2 separate regions of the Ovis aries genome follow, and region 2 is linked to region 1. A link is a contact called in public Hi-C data. All regions are on one chromosome and are shown on one strand. Each heading gives the region's core, a stretch centred on a gene start, on an enhancer-like site or on the middle of the called end of the contact. The rest is flanking DNA. Distances are from core to core; before and after follow the strand shown. Region 1 has its middle 58 kb from the start of SNRK. Region 2 holds the start of SNRK (SNF related kinase).

What was found. A called contact is a pair of places that touch in the nucleus more often than the background predicts.
Region 2: a contact with region 1 is called in a Hi-C map of liver, with 2.5 times the contacts expected there. The contact joins the promoter of SNRK here to the enhancer-like site in region 1. A contact is called at or near these places in 4 of 16 Hi-C or Micro-C datasets (blood, liver, mixed tissues and 1 more).

Annotation. Positions count from the first base shown.
Region 1 is chr19:15,161,384-15,164,880 of ARS-UI_Ramb_v3.0, forward strand. No RefSeq gene overlaps it. Among named protein-coding and RNA genes, the nearest start is that of SNRK, 58 kb to the right of the region's middle. Within about 2 kb of position 1,683, at least 10 of the 54 cell types and tissues checked have an H3K27ac peak or open chromatin away from gene starts, as enhancers often do. A contact at or near this core is called in liver, where this site is marked.
Region 2 is chr19:15,219,246-15,222,456 of ARS-UI_Ramb_v3.0, forward strand. It overlaps SNRK (SNF related kinase), which reads left to right and starts at 1,436. Exons shown (of 8, transcript XM_060402134.1): 1 at 1,436-1,528.

The sequences.
Region 1 (3,497 bases), core at 433-2,932:
AACGGTTGTTGACTATGAAATTTCTTTGACGTGGCTTATTTCCTTGCAGGAAAGAATTGGATAGGTTTTTTGCTTTTTGTTGTTGTTGTTGTTATTGCTGATTTGTTGAGTTTGTGTGTGTGTGGTAAAATATACATAAAATTTACCATCTTAACCATATTGAAGGGTACAGTTTACTGGCATTGAGTGTATTCATACTGTTGTACAGTCGTCCCCACCATCCATCTTCCAAATCTTTTCATTTTCCAAAACTGAAACCCTGTACCCATGAAATAATAGCTTCCCACGACTCCTCCCTCCCCTCAACTCCTGTTTCACTTTTCTGTTCTTGCGGATTTGACTACTTTAGGATCCTCCACTAAGTGGAATCGTACAGTATTTGTCCTTTTGTGTCTGGCTTATTTCACTTGGCATAATGTCTTCAGGGTTCATCCTCGATGTAGCATGTGTCAGAATTTCATTCCTTTTTAAGGCTGAATAATACTTACTTTGTGTATATACCAGGATTTGTCCCTGGTGGCTCAGACGGTAAAGCGTCTGCCTGCAATGCCGGAGACCCAGATTCGATTCCTGGGTCGGGAAGATCCCCTGGAGAAGGAAATGGCAATCCACTCCAGCACTCTTGCCTGGAGAATCCCGTGGACGGAGGAGCCTGATAGGCTACGTGGGGTTGCAAACAGTCGCACGACTGAGCTACTTCACTTTCACTTTCACCATTCATCTGCCATGGACAGTTGGGTGGCTTCCACCTTTTGGTTAGTGTGAATAGTGCTGCTGTGAACACGGGTGTATGGTTATCTGTTTGAGACTGTGTTTTCAGTTCTTTTGGTTACATACCCAGGAGTGGAAATGATGAGTCTTACGGTAATTCTGTGCTTAATCTTTTCTGAGGAGCTGTCTCTCCAGTTAGGGTTTGCTTCAGAGTTAGAGTCGGAAGGTGTATTTTTTTTCCCCGTAGTGGATAAAACAGTGATTCTAAACTGGACTATGCATCAGAACTATCTGGGAACTCTTAAATACAAAGTCACGAGTTCCCCACCCTCCAGGACTATTAAGGGAGGTTATGTAAGGGAAGAGCATGGAATCTTGAATTTAAAAGGTTTGCCATGACTCTCGTCTGTGGAGCGGCCTTAGGGGCCAGTAGCAGCAGTCGTGTTAGTTGCTCAGTTGCGTCCGACTCTTTGCGATCCCATGGACTGTAGCCCCCCAGGCTTCTCTGTTCATGGGCTTCCCAGACCAGAATACTGGAGTGGCTTGTCATTCCCTTCTCCAGAGGATCTTCCCAACCCAGGGATCAAACCCAGGTCTCCCACATTGCAGGCAGATTCTTTATCATCTGAGCTACAGGGATGTCTTGGGGACAATAAGACAGGAGAAAGGTTCCAGCTGCTCAGATACCATCCGCTACACACACCCAAAGGGAACTGAGCTTTGTTAAGACACCAGGGCCCTCTCTGCCTACATCTCCATGTGTGGTAGGAGTTTCTTGTGCGCAGGTGAAGGAGTCAGGAGAGCCATTCGTGTGGGGGCCCAAGGAACCAGACTCACAGCTCTCGTGTCTGGGTATTCCCAGCTGCTTACGGGCTTGATTGTCCTTGTTAATCTCGGGCAGGGGCAGGCTGTGTGTGCAGAGAAGCTTCCTCAGGGAGTGTTTTCATGCGCATTTCCGGAGACAGGATCTGATCAGCCTATTTTTCACTATCCATCATCATAGGCTCCTATTCGACAGTGGCTGGAGTCAAGCCTCCTCATAGGTGGTTGGGCTTCCTTCCGCCCAGCCTGCCCAGAGCCTTTAATAGGGATTCCTGGTTCAATGGTGTGGTCAGGGTGGCAGGGTCACTTGGCACATAGCCTGGCAACTCTGCACAGGAGGGAACATCTGTTTGGCCTCTCTCCCAGCAGCCTGTGCTTACAGGAAGGCTCCTAAAGGTCTGTGGATCCTCCAGGACAGGCATCAGAATTTTTTTTTTTAATTAGGATTTTCTTTTTAGTTTTGTTGTTTGAAATAAAGTCATTCATAGGGAGCTTAGAAAGTTTAGAAACTATATGAAGATGAAATGAGGGAGGAGAGAAAAAACCACTCTTGATCACTCCCCAGAGTCTACCATTTTTAGTGAATTTCCTTCTTGTCTTTTTTTTCTTACATGGTTTCTTTATTTGCTCACTTTCCCCATGTTATAAACTTATAAACACATTTTACTGGGTGCATGGATCTACCATGGTTTACTTAATTCCTTCGCTCCTGTTTCATATTTTTTGTTATTTTCAGTTTTTCCTTTCTATTGAAAATAGTCCTCCAGCAAACATCTTTAGACATGTAGCCTCTTGCAGATTGTTTCCTTAGGGCAGAGGTCCAAGAAGTGGGATTAAGTTAAAATCATAGATGCATTAGGGCCTTTGTTATGTATCACATTTGTGAAAGGATTGGTACCACGTTTCAAAACCATTAGCAGAGTTCAAAAATGGGTCTCATGACCTAGGCTCTGGCCTGGTGGTTTACAGCTACGAGTGATTGGGCAACCAAGGACATCTGCCAGTGTCTGGGGGCATGTTCAGCTCTCACAGTGGGGTGTCTGTTGGGTAAAGGCCAGGGGTGCTGCTCAGTACCCTACAACGTACGTTACGGCCACACACAGCGAAGAATCAGCTCTTCCTCAATGTCACAGGCACCGAGGTTGAGGAACTCTACTGTAACTGTCAACTGGATCACAGCCCTTTTCAGACAGAAAAATACAGACTCTTATCAGTCCAAGTTCAGGCGCAGCTGTCAGTTGCTGTGGCTTCTGTCAGTGTTGGATGACGTTGATGTTGAAACTGCTGCGATACTAGTTCAGCGTGTCATTTTCGAGGACTTGGCACCCTGCTCCAGAATCAGGTTTCACCTTGACCTGCCGAGGGCACCACTCGAAGTACCCCTTCCTCCAGGGCCCTGAGAATTCTTACTGGTCACTTGCCGGTGGTTCAGTCCAGACCACTGCCACCCATCGGAGATGTTCTAATGCAATTATACTTCATGAGGGGGCCCATATACTCTGTTTTTGCTAAGTATTTTGGAATTCTGTGCAAAATTTACTTACATATAAGTTCAGTTCAGTTCAGTTGTTCATTTGTGTCTGACTCTTTACGACACCCTGGACTGCAGCACTCCAGGTGTCCCTGTCCATCACCACATCCTAGAGCTTGCTCAAACTCATGTCCACTGAGTCATTGATGCTATCTAACCATCTCATCCTCTGTTGCCCTTCCCCTCCTTCCTTCAGTCTTTCCCAGCATCAGGGTCTTTTCCAGTGAGTCAGTTCTTCGCATCAGGTGGCCAAGGTGTTGGAGCTTCAGCTTTAGCATCAGTCCTTCCAATGAATATTCAGGACTGATTTCCTTTAGGATTGACTGCATTGGTCTCCTTGCAGTCCAAGGGACTCTCAAGAGTCTTCTCCAGCACCACAGTTCAAAAACATCAATTCTTTGATGCTCAGCTTTCTTTATGGTCTGACTCTCAC
Region 2 (3,211 bases), core at 186-2,685, 58 kb after region 1:
ACAGAGCAGAGTCCGTTCCACTCTGTGTAACCCCATGGACTGTAGCCCTCCAAGCTCCTCTGTCCATGGGATTCTACAGGCAAGGGTACTGGAGTGGGTTGCCATTCCCTTCTCCCTTCCTGACCCAGGGATCGAACCTGCATCTCTTCCTGGACTGCATCTCCTGCGTTGGCAGGCGGGTTCTTTAGCACTAGTGCCACCTGGGAAGCCCCCATTAACTTCCATTATTACCCTCAGTGTTTGTACCTCCCAACAATCCACTCTTGCTTTCCAGTCATCTTCAGACATGCAAAGTAGATGCCCAGGAGACAGTCTGAAAAAAACAGGCTTCTGACGTTTGCAGCTCAGCAGAGACAATTGCTCAAGCCATCTAGATTTCTTTTTTCCCTCCAGTCGATCTAATCACATTTGGAGCATCTAAGCAGCGCACCCCCTCCCCTGCCTTCCACGCGGCAGTTTGTGCCCTTTTTTGCTAGGGGTCCTCTCCTGGGGGAGGGGTGGAGGGCTGGGAGAAACCGAAATGGAAAAGCAAGTTGGAGAATCTGGCTTCTGGCGTGTCACTTATTTCCAGAAAGCAAGGGCAGCTGATCTCCATGGCGCGCCAGGCTTCCAAGGATGGTAGATGGGAGCGCCTGCCCCTCTCTCTCACCCTCCCAGACTCTACACTCTGGCCGTCGCTAAGCTCCATTTGGGAGCCTCCTGCCTGGTGACCATGGCGCTGAACCATCCAGGGCACGGTTCATGCCTGGCATGTTCTGAGTCCCTGACTTGACATGCTTTAATACTTCTCACGACCTTTCGCCTTTTCACGCTTTTCCAGAGGAGGCAGCCTGGCCAGGCAAGGGTCTCCTGCTGACTTTTAAAGCCAGCGCTGTGTTCAGATGCTGGGCTTTTTTCTCTTTTTTAAAAATAGCACAAAATCAACACAATTCCTTCTAATTGGGTTCCCAGAGAGAAACTGTAGAGAAAAAAAAATATGTACGTGTATTCGTGAACGTATATTTTTTTCCCGCTCTTTGTTTAAACCTGGGCCGGGGATGTTGGTGAACCTTTAGAAGGGTGAAGTGCCTGGTGCCCTCAGACCCCCGCCCCAAGACGCAGAGTCCCGTGAGGACCCGGTCCTTTCCCTCCGATTTCCGCCACGGCTCGGCTACTTTTCTGGGCCATTGTCCCGTGTCCCTAGTGCTTCCTCCTTCATCAGCTTGGTCTTGCTCGGGCGCCTCGCCCGCTTCCTACCGCCAGCCGCAGCCCAGACTCGCTGGGGTCGAGGCGCTGCCAGGATGCCCTGCAGCAGCTCGCGCGCCGAAGCCCGCAGGTGCGCCCCGCCCCGCCCTCGCTGCGGCCCCTCCCCGGCGCCTGCGTCACAATGACGCGCGTCCCGCGCAGGCGCGTCTCGGTCCTCCACCCCCTCCCCGCGGCCGGCTGCCCGCTTGGTATTATGATTAGTGCTGGGTGCGGGGATTCGGCGGCCGGGAGGGAGTTGTCGGCGCCGCGGCCGCTGCGGACGGAAGCCCGCCTGCTTGCTGAGGTAGGGGCGAGCGCGCAGTGCACCCGGGAGCGGCGGCCGTGGGCGGGGGACTGGCTGGCCTCCGCCGCCGAGTGGCCTCAGCGGTTGCCGGGCTGGGCGGCGGGGCTGGGGCGCCCGCCGCAGGCGGAAAGTAAGTTGCGCGCTCCGCGCTCCCCGCGTCGCGGGCCGGGGAGGACGCGGGCCCTGGGCTGCGGCGGCCCAGACTCCGCGCGGCGGCGGTGCGGCCTGATGGCCTGGCGGCAGGCAGCGGGCGGCGGCGGGGCCCGCACGGGAGCGGGCATTGCGGCGGCCGGCCACGGGCGCCCCGAGGCCCTGCCCTTGCGGCCGCGGCGGGATTGCGGCACCTCGGGAGGCGCCCGCATCCCCGCGCCCCGCCCCGGAGCGGGCCGAGTGCGGCGCCCGCGGATCCCCGCGCCCAGGTTCTCTCGTACGGTGTTTTATTCACTAAAGGTGTTTTCCTTCTTCAAAAGAATCTGGAGATCTGGCGCAGCAAGGGGATTTCTTGCTAAAACTGCAGCCGTACAATAGAATGGGGATATTGTTGTCTGTAGAGAAAGGGCATCGGGGTAAGGAAGGAGGAGCAGTGCCATTCCCGAGGGACAGCTAGAATTTTTTCAGATTGGAAAACCTCCGTTCTTTTCCATAGTCATCGCCTGTTGATTCCTTTCTGGACCGTTTTACAAAACCCTTCCTTCCGTTTGCTTGGACTTGGGATTCAGGAAAGTGACAGCCTTTTATCCTGAGTAGGGTTCCTGGAGCTGTGCTATTCTTAACACTTGGGTCAGGTAAAATTCTGTAGCTGTATAGTGAGTTCGGTTCAAGTCCAGTATTTGGAGGGGGTGAGGGGGCATTTAGCAGTAGGGTTCTTCAGCTTCTGGACGTCTAAGGGTATAAGATTTTTCACACTATCTAGTTACTTCCCCCCATTCCATTTAATTGAGTACATTGTCACAATTTTAGGAGCAGGTGGTAAAGCTGACTTAATGCGTTTCACGTTTTATGGTGAAAGGTGAAGCGTGGCTAGCAGGTAATAGAACTGCAAATGTTTCGCGTCTTGATCAGATTCCACCTGATTCCTATCAAACACCAGATGCCTCAGTTTGGGTTCCGTGTGTGGGGTTGAGGCGCTAGTCCCAAATCAGTCTAATTTATCAGAATGTGTATCAGTGTACTTTAAAGCCTGAGGTTGTCAAGGCTTATGTAATCAGTTTGTTAATTTATAATCTTGTTACATTGCTCTCCAGATTTATAAAATCATTCCCTTAAGGAAATCTGTCCTCAACGTCTGCTTAAATATTTTTCTTGGAATTGGATTCCTGAAGAGGAATGTACTGTGCTAATGGTGATTAAAGCAAACTAATTAGACAAGTTTCTTAAAAAAAAAAAAATCACGTTGGTTCTTTTATTCGACCAATTGTTTCTAGTAGGAAAACAGATGACATTCCCATTCTACAGAACTAAAAATGAGAGAAATGACATTGCCAAGGTCACTTACTGAGGCAAGTCACTTACTGAAGCAGTATACTAATTGAAAGCCAGGTGCATTGAGTTAACTTTTCTCATTTCTCCATCTTTAAGGTTTTCCTGGCAGGGAACTTTGCCACCTATTTTTTTTTTTAATTTGCATTTTAAAAAATCGTTTTCTTTAGTATAGAAAAGTTACTTTCTGTGTATTTTTTTTTC